3 separate regions of the Sus scrofa genome follow, and regions 2 and 3 are each linked to region 1. Evidence: chromatin contacts called from public HiChIP or PLAC-seq data. All regions are on one chromosome and are shown on one strand. Each heading gives the region's core, a stretch centred on a gene start, on an enhancer-like site or on the middle of the called end of the contact. The rest is flanking DNA. Distances are from core to core; before and after follow the strand shown. Region 1 holds the start of TIMM9 (mitochondrial import inner membrane translocase subunit Tim9). Region 2 holds the start of ACTR10 (actin-related protein 10). Region 3 holds the start of PSMA3 (proteasome subunit alpha type-3).

Region 1 (3,360 bases), core at 351-2,850:
TATTTTTTGGTTTTGCACATACATTGATTTGATTACCAGTAAAGCAAAAGATATCTTCACCTTCAGCAAGCTCCAGACAAGTTAAGTGAATTGGAACATGGAAGCCATCAAAAAGCAGAAATTGTGCTTTTCTGCTCTGCTAAACTTGATATCATGATCCAAACAGAAGGGAAAAAGTAAGCCCTATTGGTGAAAAGTAAGCACATCACTCTAAGTGTGTTCACCACAGATGTGAACAAGAACAGTGTGCAAAAAAAAAGTGGAGAAAAAATACAAAATGTTTTATTCATCCCGTCTATTCAATATTATTCTAGGTAGACTGTCTGTGCCTGTCATTTTCCCAGGGAAAGGGGTCACTTTTCAAACCACTGTACAAACTAGACCGATCTTATGTTTAAGAATTTAAACATTAAAAACCCTCTGAATTTTGAAATACAAAACAACGAAATGAAAATAAAGACTAAAGAGATACAAAAGTTGAAAACTATTTAGAATCACATACCAGGTAAGGTTCCATTCGAGCTCTTCCCTGTTCTAACAGGAAGACATTTATTTGCAGATAATACTGGAGGAACACAGGACAACTTATCTTTCAGCAAAGCCAAATTATCTCCTTGACTTGAAGAAACTACCTCACGAAGTCTCCTCGCTGGTATTTTCACCTTTTTTTTCTTTTCCAGGCTAAACTCAGAGCCTTTCATGTTACTTGTTACAAAACTAGTTTCACAGTTCCGAACAGATTTTCTTCTGGGTCCATAAAACTTCAGAACAAACTTTTCACTGCTTTCAGGGCTTGGGGGTCAAGGGTAGGGGAGAAGAAATGAGGGAGAGAATAGGATGAAAAATGTGAATTTCAAGGGATTTTGAAACATGCAATCATCAACTTTTAAACAAAACAATGTCTAAACAGACAATCTACAAAGCTAGAAATTTCAATTTGGTATTTAATCCTGGATTAGAGATGACTAGAACATATTTACCCATTAATCGCACTCAGTCTATCAATGCACCATGCCAAATGAATCTAAGTGAGGATGACAAGAGAATGGCCGCATAAGCAATAAGAACAACACAGACCACTCCCAAAGGTGCAAACCGAGAGACGTGTAGGCGGAGTTAAAATGTGATAAGTGGGAGTCAAGCAGGTAAAACTGAAATGCTATTTTTTCCAAAATAACCCACATAAGAAGCTTAATAGCTTTCTTCAGCAAAAGAGTCTTACACACCCCTCCAGAAGCAACCAACAGACACCTAAATTCACCCCTCTGCGTCTCCCGAACGCTCAGCAACTGCGGGGCCACAGGTCCATTCTGACGAGAGCTGCAGTTGCCCGCGGGTCAACACCCACCTCCCTTTAAACCCGCCCTTGAGACACAACACGCCTGCGCGCCTTTAAAAAAACCGTCCAAAACATCCAACCAAAAGGCTAAACGCGCTCCGGTGCTCATCCGTCCCTCTCCGGGTGGAAACAAACTCCCAACATAAAAGGCTTAAAGCGGGTATGAATTTGTTTTGTTTTATTAAAAGCAGCACACCGCCCCACAAGACTTAAACACTGAATAACACCCAAGAGAAAGAGTCATCCGAAACCCGCAGAGCTCCGGACCTAGCTAAGTAATATCACTCTCGTTTATTAGGGACAGTTTACAGTGTAGCTCCAGGAGACCGTTAGAGAGCGGGATTAAGTAAATTAGTTTTATAAAGAACTTCGACAGATTCGTGTTAATATTGGCGAGAAAGTCAGAAATTGAGAATTTGTCTAAGCAATCAAAAAAATCAATTCTCAGGAGATTTTAAAATTCACTTATGATATCGGCTTTTCCCTCTAGCGTTTCCGGCATTATAACGAATCAGCGACGAAAGGTATAAGAGTTATTTGACATCGCCATTCCCACGTGTTCTCTTTCATCCAGCGGCTGCGGCGCCCGCCCTGACCCCGACCCTCCGCCCCCAGACTCGACTGGCAGCGCAACCCCCCAGCCTCGTTCTGGTGTCGTGTGCGAGAGCCTGTGCTCAAGTATGGTCTCTTTTCTCTGCCCACAGAGTCCCGGGTTCCCAGGCGGGGGGGCGGCAGGCTATGCTCCGGAAAGGCGACAGGGTCTCTGAAGGAGGCCGCCGCGTGTACTTGGGACCTTGGGGGAGGGGGGGTGCTGCTGAGCCTGGCAGTGCATCTCCTGAGCGGGTGTGGGACCTGCCTCCAAATCCAGCGTCACTGGGGCTAGGGTCGGAATTCAAGGCCCTGAGCCACCTTCAACCCGAGTTTGGGGAGTCGGGTGGTCTTGTCTTGGGATAGTGAATTAGTCTGTAAGCCGTGACCTTGAGCCGAAAAAAAAATTCTCTCTAGACAGAATACCAGGGCCAACACACCTCATCTCATCTGCTAATTTTTGAGGATGCATTACTTAAACGTTTCCTTTTATGCATTACTAAAGGCTTTTTAAAAGACTAATCAAAAAATGTAATCTGATGAAAAGTTAAGTAACAAATTTTATTCTTAGATCTCAGCTGCCTACTTTGAAAAAAGTAGTCTTAGAATTAAAAGGGACCTTAAGGGCTCAGCCTTGGAGAACCCTTTAAATCTTAATGAGTTTCTGTAATTAATTTCAGTTACATTTCCTTCATTATCAGGCTTTCAGGTGGTACCTATTTGTTCACAGCTTGTTTTATAATTTACATGTATTAAAAGGAAAATGATAGTGTCAGTTGTAAGAGACTTTGGAGATGATTTATCTCCCTTATTCTCTAGATGAAACTTGGGTGTGAAATAAAGTTATCTTTCCCTTCTCTAAAGTGTGCTCATAGGTGTAGAAACTCATTAAGATGACTTGAATAAATGAGTTGATCTGGATCTTAAAACCTCTTAATATAAGAGCAGGGGTTTAAACCCAAGTAGTCTTGCCCCCATCTAGTCCAGTGCTCATAGGCTCATCCTTTAGGCCTTGAGGATCTAGTCCAGTGCCCATAGTCCCATCCTTTGTCCTTGAAGCCATTCTTTAAACCAGAGGGTAGTATGTGGTAATCCTTCAAAAATTTTTTTTGCTCTGATTAATAGTAAGATGAATTAGGGTTGCCAGTTAAATCATGCACAATTTCCTAAACCTGCTGCAAATAACCTAAAGTAAAAGGACATGCACTGCTGTGTCATGAGTCACTTCTGTGGCACAGGTTTGATCCCTGGCCCAGGAATTTCCACATGCCGCTCATGTGGCCAAAAACAAATACATAAATAATTAAAAAGTAAAGGGACATGCGATGTTCTACATCAATCTGACAAATTAGTTCAGATCAGTTTAGACATCTGACCTAACAAAGAACAAATAGCCCTAGAACAAAAAACATGGTTCACAAGATTGTTTCATC
Region 2 (3,360 bases), core at 628-3,127, 200 kb after region 1:
TGTTTCTGTTTTGTTTTTTGTTTTTTTATTTTTATTTTTTTTAGGGCTGCACCCATGGCATATGAAGTTCCCAGGCTAGGGCTGAACCGGAGCTGTAGGTGCTGGCCTACACCACAGCTCACGCGAGGCCAGACCCTTAACCCATTGAGAGGCCAGTGACTGAACCCACATGGTCACGGATACTAGTCAGGTTCCTTTCTGCCGAGACAGGAATGGGAACTCCCTTAACAAAAAAGACTACGTTTAATCCAATTCTGGAGTAACTGAGATCCAATTCTTTTTTTTTTTTTGGTCTTTTTATGACTGGTCCCATGGCATGTGGAAGTTCCCAGGCTAGGGGTTGGATTGGAGCTGTAGCTCTGGCTCATGCCACAGCCATAGCAACGCTGGATCTGAGCCACATCTTTGACCTACACCACAGCTCATGGTAATGCCAGATCCTTAACCCCCTGAGCGAGGCGAGGGATTGAACCTACATCCTCAAAGATGCTAGTCAGATTCGTTTCTGCTGAGCCATGATGGGAACTCCCCAATTCTTAAATAGGCTCTTTTGATGCCTTATTCAACAAATAGTTATGTAACTACATACTATATATTAGGCACTATTTAGAGATATATAAAAAATTTTCTCAGATGATTCCACTTCAGATATATCTAAGATGGAATTCTGGCTGTCACTTGCCTGTATCTTGAACCTAGTACAAGGGCTTTCAACCTGGTGTCCAAGAACCACTGTGAAGGTCCATCAATCTCTGAAGTTTCATGCAAATCATTTAAGATTTTTGTATTTGTGGTTTTGCCTAGTCAAAGGGATCTATGCCACCCTTACAGTTGAGACCATTACTCCACTGTTTACAAGTTGTCTCTTAAAACATGTTAAATTTACTAATCTAAGAGTTGAGCGGTAGAGAGAGCCATAAAGGCTCTCCAGAGTCTTATCTATACAGTTTCACTTCATTATATCTTGAGCCACTCTAATTTGACTTCCTATTCTTCAGAAGCAACAGCCCTGTCTTAAACATATTTGAATTTCCAGCATGAACAAAAGCTCGGAACAGCCCTGTCTTAAACATATTTGAATTTCCAGCATGAACAAAAGCTCGGCTCAATACGTGTTTAATAATGGAGATCGTCATCAGGCATTACAGTTCGGCTGCCACCTTCCTAGGCATATAAGCCCAGGGTAAGCCGGGTCTAGGTCATCGCTGTCATCCCCTGCATAAATGACCCCAAAGGGTCTGTTCAGTTTGGGGTGACGACCTAGGGCGGCGAAGGCAATTCTCCCGAAGCCTCCAGGGCCTCTAGGAGTCAGAACCTGACCATCCCACAGGATCCTAGGGATTCGCACCGCCCACAGTGAGAGTAAAAAGGGGCGTCATTTGCGGAGGTCCTGGGGGAAGAAGTGTCGACCTAGCAAGCCGCCTCTCGAGTACCCGGGCTGGGCCTGGGGTTCGGCTACCCGCCCTCCCCTCAGGACGACCGCAGCCGGCGCCACAGCCACTCACTTGGTAAAAGCCTCTCCCAGGTCTATCACGACCGCCGTTTTCTCCCCGCCGCTCCCCAGGCCCTCGTAGAGCGGCATGGTTGTAAACAAGCTGGTGCAAAGAGGACGCGGACTCGGCGGCCGCCGGGCCTCGGCTCTTGGGGGGCGGGGCGGAGCGACGGTGCACGGGCGGTGGCGGCGACGGCGGGGGCCTCGCGTGGCCGCGGCGCGCCGGGCTGGGATGCCCCAGGCTGTGCCTCACTCCGCGTCGGTCCTCAACACTCTCAGGCGCCCCCGTTTTCGGACTAGGGAGGAAGGCGAGCGGGCGGCCGCTAATCCGGAGGTGGGGGATGCAGAGGACCAAGGCGATCAGGCGCGTCGGGCGCCCCGGGATGGGGCGGAGCCAACTCCGGGTCCTTCCCTCCGGACACGCCCTCAAGTAGCGCCGGGATCGAGGTCTTTCCCATCGTTCTTGTGGACCTTTTCTAGACCTTTTAGTGCCGCAGCAGCTGAGAGACGATACAACCCAAAAGCTTCGTTTCGTGCAGTCTTGGAGTAAAGGCCAAGTGTTCTGCCTATCATTTATTCTTCGCAAGGAATGCCAAGAATAGGTGTTACTTTTTTACCTGTTCGAACCGTAGGAATGTTCCCATAGCAAAGCCAAGGTTGGACCCCTAGTCTTTCTGATTTCAAAAACTATACTGCTGATGCCTTAAGGAATAACACACACAGAATTTTATTTGGTAGTCATTTTGCTGAAAATTAATTTTAATGTGAAAGAAAGCAGTTCAAGTAGCATCTACAAATCTGTGGAGGAACAATCAAGGTGGTTTAATGGAAGGAACAATGAACCAAGGGTTCTTTTTTTTACACTAAACCTAGTAGCTGTGTAACCCGAGAAAAGTTAGTAAACTGTCTTTCTGTGCCAGTCTGAACAACAAAATAAGAGTTCCCTGATAGGATTGTTTACATCCTGTCATTTCACAGCTCTATTTTTTTTTTTTTCTTTCTCTCTCTCTTTGTCGATCTCTCTTTCTCTTTCTTTCTTTCTTTTTAGGGCTGCACCCGCAGCAATGAAGTTCCCAGGCTAGGGGTCTAATTGGATTTGTAATTACCTGCCTTCACCACAACTCACCTGCAGCCGGATCCTTAACCCACTGAGCAAGGCCAGGGATCTAGCCTGCCTCCTCATGGATACTAGTCACATGGAGGTTCTCAGGCTAGGGGTCAATTGGAGCTGTAGCTGCTGACCTGTGTAGCTCCAGATCCAAGCCATGTCTGCTGAGCTACTACAGAAATTCCACAGCTCTATTTTTTTCTTTCTTTTCTTCCTCTTTCTCTTTCGTCTTTTTAGGGCCAAACCCTCAGCACATGGAAGTTCCCGTGCTATGGCTGAAATTGGAGCTGCAGCTGCCACTCTACACCAACCACAGCAATTCCGGATCCCAGCCACTAATTCAACCTACGTGGGAGCTCACAGCAATGCCAGATCCTTAACCCACTGAGTGAGGCCAGGGATCAAACCTAGTCCTCATGAATACTAGTCAGGTTCTTACTGCTGATCCACAAAGGGGAACACAGAGACTATAATGCTTTGACTCATCCTTTTTCTTTTCTTTCTTTCTTTCTTTCTTTCTTTTTCTTTCTTTTTCTTTCTTTTTGTTGTTGTTGTTGTTGTTGCTATTTTAGGGCCACACTGGCAGCATATGGAGGTTCTCAGGCTAGGGGTCAATTGGAGCTGTAGCTGCTGACCTATGTAGCTCCAGATCCAAGCCATGTCTGCAACCTACACCACAATTCACGGCAACACTGGATCCTTAACCCACTGAGTGAGGCCAGGGATCAAACCTGCATCCTCATGGATCATAGTCAAATTT
Region 3 (3,360 bases), core at 497-2,996, 160 kb after region 1:
TGGTTCTCAAGAGGCTAAGAGTCGCCCAAATCCTTCACAATTTCAGGCCCCACGAGGTTCCACTTTCGGTTTCCCTAAGCGGCTAAGGAAAGTGACTCAGCAAAAGGGGGCTCCAAATCTCACTGCTGCGCCGCCAAGCCCGCTACACCTGAGCTGTGAAGCGTCAGGTCCGAGTCACCGCAGACACGAACTCAGCAATCAGCGAAGGAAAGACCTCAGGGCCCCGCACAACTGGAAGCGGCCCACTTGCCCCAAGGCAGTACCAGCGCACCCTAAGTTGGCGCAGCCCAGGCAGTGTGTCCACGTTCCCTTCTACGCTGATCCTTAGGCTAGACTATCACGCCGAGAAACAACGAACTTACCCCGGTGCCGATTGAGCTCATCGTGCTAAAACCACCAGGCCGCCTAAGGCTTCAGGCCCAAAGCGAACCCCTCACACCTCAGTACGCAGACTAGTAACAGGCTCTCTCATTGGCTGTTCTTCCAACCAATAGTTTTCCTCTCTGTGGCTTGTTCCTGGATCCTTACCCACAGAACAGAGAATTGTGGGGAAAGGGGGTGGGGAATGCGCGTAGCGGGCAACGCGCCTGTGCAGAAGCAGCGGAGGTCGGGTTAAGCAGGACTGATTCCTTCCTCTTCGGTTTCTCTCCGGAGGGTTGTCGGGGGACTTTGAGTCTTCCAATTGCTTGAAAAGCTGCTCCAGTCTGTTTCCTAGGAGTTATCTCTTCTCCTTCGCTTTTTCTTCCCTATTCTTTCTTAAAGCAAAGTGGAGAGATGTTCTTATACTCTTCCAAAGGCCAAAGGAAATGGTAGAGGAGGCGTCTCCACGCTTGACGTCCTGATTGTAACCCAGTTATCTTGATGGCGTCCCCTTTATCCACCCCTCCTCACAAGCAGGAAGGAAGATGGACTCTAAGGGTATCAGCTTTGAGCTCAGATCGGAGTTTTACAGAAGAATTAGTACTTTTTCATATAACTACTTAATAGAATTAAGAATAAGACTGAAGATTATTTTAACTCAGTATTCAGTTAAACACTGCTGATAAGACTTAAGAATTTGTACATAAACTATAATAAAAAATTCTTTAAACGGTAAAGAAGACATGACCTCCCCTCTTAATGAGTTTACATTTAGTGGGAGGAAATAGACAACAAAGAGTAAATAGGCAAAATAGTTGCACCACGTGGTAAAAAAGAGACAATGGAAGTTTGAACTTTAGACCTATTTATTAGGGAATTACTTTGTAAAAGGGGGATATTTAAACTGAAACTTGGGATTGTTATGGGAGTATAATTCCAGTTCCAAGGCTGTCGGAACTGTCGGGTCAGTATGGCCTGTCATAGTGATTAAGTGGTGAGAGTGACAGGAAGTGAAATCAGAGAGGTGGACACGGGGTCAGATCTTGTAGTGGTTTGGATTTTAATCTCCGATTTTAAATGGAAAACCATCAGCATTTTTAACTGCTAAATACTTCTGTGTGTATTTCCCCAAAAAAGAACATTATTTTACATGCCCACAGTACAACTATGAAAATCAGAAAATGTATAATGCTTTTTTCTAATCTACAGGCTTTATTTAGATTTTGGCAAATCTCTCAATAATGCTCTTCATAGCAAAAGAAAATACAAGATAACACACTGCATGCAGTTGTCATGTCTCTAGTCTCCTTTAATCTGGAAAATAATTTAATGTTTCTTTATGTTTCATGGCATTAACACTTTTGAAAAATACAAGCCATTTCCTTTGCAGGGTATTCCAAAGTTCAGGTTTGTATGACTTTTTTTGCATGATTAGATTCAGGTGATGCATTTTTGTCAGGAATACCACAGAAGTAACCTTGTATTTCTATTAGGAGGCACATGCTGTCATTTGTGTCCTTATTGATGATGTTAACTTTGATCACTTAAGATTTCTCCACTATAGTTTCTATCTTGCTCTTTGTAGTTAATGAATACCTTGTGAAGAAATACCTTGAGGCTATGTAAATATCCTGCTACTCCTCAATCTTACACCCGCTAGTTATAGTATCCTGTGATTCTTATTTGAATCAATTATTATGATAATGGTTGCCAAATGGTGATTTTCTAATTCCATCATTCCTTCCACAGTTACTGGCTTTCTTCTGTAAGGTTATCAGTAGGTTTTTAAGCAGACTGATAGATCTAATTTAGTTATTAAATGATCTCTCTTGCCTCTGTGTGAGGAGTGATGAATACAAGGAAGGATAGAAGCACAGAGAATAGTTGGAAAGCTATTGCAGTCCTGTGGTCAAGCCATAATGGAGAGTGTGTAGAGTGGTGGCAGTGGAGGTGGAAATATGTGGATGGATTTTAGATATGTAGGGCTTGCTGAAAAATTGGATTAGAAAGTAAAGGAGAAAGAGGAAATTCAATTGCTTCTTCCTGCTAATTAAGCACCATAATTAAAGTTAGTTCTTATTCTTAAACAAATAGATAGAAGAAAGGATTTGGATATTCTTGGAAGACTAGCGTTTAATTTGCCTAATCCTCACTGAAATATTCTGGTTGCAATTTTTCATGCGAGATCCTGAGTTAGACCATTGTGGGCCAAGAAAGTGCGGAGGGAAGTTAAAAAGAGTTCACCCTGAAAGTAGATTATAAGCAGTCCAAACTTGTTTAGGGAGCCAGTTAAACTTTTAACAGGATTTGAGTGCCTAATGGTCTTTGTCTATTCACTAATAATTAAGAATTTGAAGCTCTTTCTGAACTTGTTAGTTTAACTGCTTACTTGGGGGCTGGATTGTTGATTTATCTTGTAACTCAGAAGAATGCATTGAATTGTGTGGCCTGAGGATCTTGACTAGTGCCTGATTCATTAGCGGATTTAAAAAGTATGAGTATGAATGCATTTATTTTAATTACTTTACTTTTGGAAATAGTGCATATAAAATTGCTGTGTAATTTACACATATCATTCTTAAAAGGTGATAAAACTTTTGAGATTATCATAGTCTGTTTTATACTTCCACTTATTAGAATACATAACAGTGCTTTTACACATGGTAGGTGCTTAATAAATGTGTTGAAAATGCAGATAAATACAAATTCACTTACCAGTTACATTCTGCCAAGTTATAAAATAGTCAGAATAAACCAGAGTTTGCAATTGCAAGAAAAAATTGTTAGTCAATAATTACATTAATATTTCAAGCCTGAAAATTTTAAACATTCTGCTTAAATCTTAAGTGCACTTTAAAGAATCTGAATGTATATTATGCCATACCTTATTTTTGTGTTTTAATTAAGTAATGCAGGGAATGTAATGCCCAATGTGTTTAACTTCTAAATACTGTTTTAAGGGTTTTAGGGTTAGTATCCTAAGAATTCTTTATTCCAAGT

The links. HiChIP or PLAC-seq counts read pairs in DNA pulled down with a chosen protein or histone mark.
Region 2: an H3K27ac HiChIP or PLAC-seq map of alveolar macrophages shows a contact between it and region 1. The contact joins the promoter of ACTR10 here to the promoter of TIMM9 in region 1. A contact is called at or near these places in 1 of 5 promoter capture datasets (liver), 1 of 47 Hi-C or Micro-C datasets (liver) and 1 of 2 datasets of contacts at active chromatin or transcription factors (alveolar macrophages).
Region 3: an H3K27ac HiChIP or PLAC-seq map of alveolar macrophages shows a contact between it and region 1. The contact joins the promoter of PSMA3 here to the promoter of TIMM9 in region 1. A contact is called at or near these places in 1 of 5 promoter capture datasets (liver), 1 of 47 Hi-C or Micro-C datasets (liver) and 1 of 2 datasets of contacts at active chromatin or transcription factors (alveolar macrophages).

Annotation. Positions count from the first base shown.
Region 1 is chr1:187,502,692-187,506,051 of Sscrofa11.1, reverse strand. It overlaps TIMM9 (mitochondrial import inner membrane translocase subunit Tim9), which reads left to right and starts at 1,600. Exons shown (of 6, transcript XR_002347100.1): 1 at 1,600-1,614; 2 at 1,830-2,017. KIAA0586 (protein TALPID3) reads right to left here and starts at 1,358. Exons shown (of 33, transcript XM_021102647.1): 1 at 1,262-1,358; 2 at 503-792. The coding sequence starts at 701.
Region 2 is chr1:187,306,000-187,309,359 of Sscrofa11.1, reverse strand. ACTR10 (actin-related protein 10) reads right to left here and starts at 1,877. Exons shown (of 13, transcript XM_003353492.4): 1 at 1,506-1,877. The coding sequence starts at 1,582.
Region 3 is chr1:187,340,617-187,343,976 of Sscrofa11.1, reverse strand. PSMA3 (proteasome subunit alpha type-3) reads right to left here and starts at 1,746. Exons shown (of 11, transcript XM_001927990.5): 1 at 363-1,746. The coding sequence starts at 383.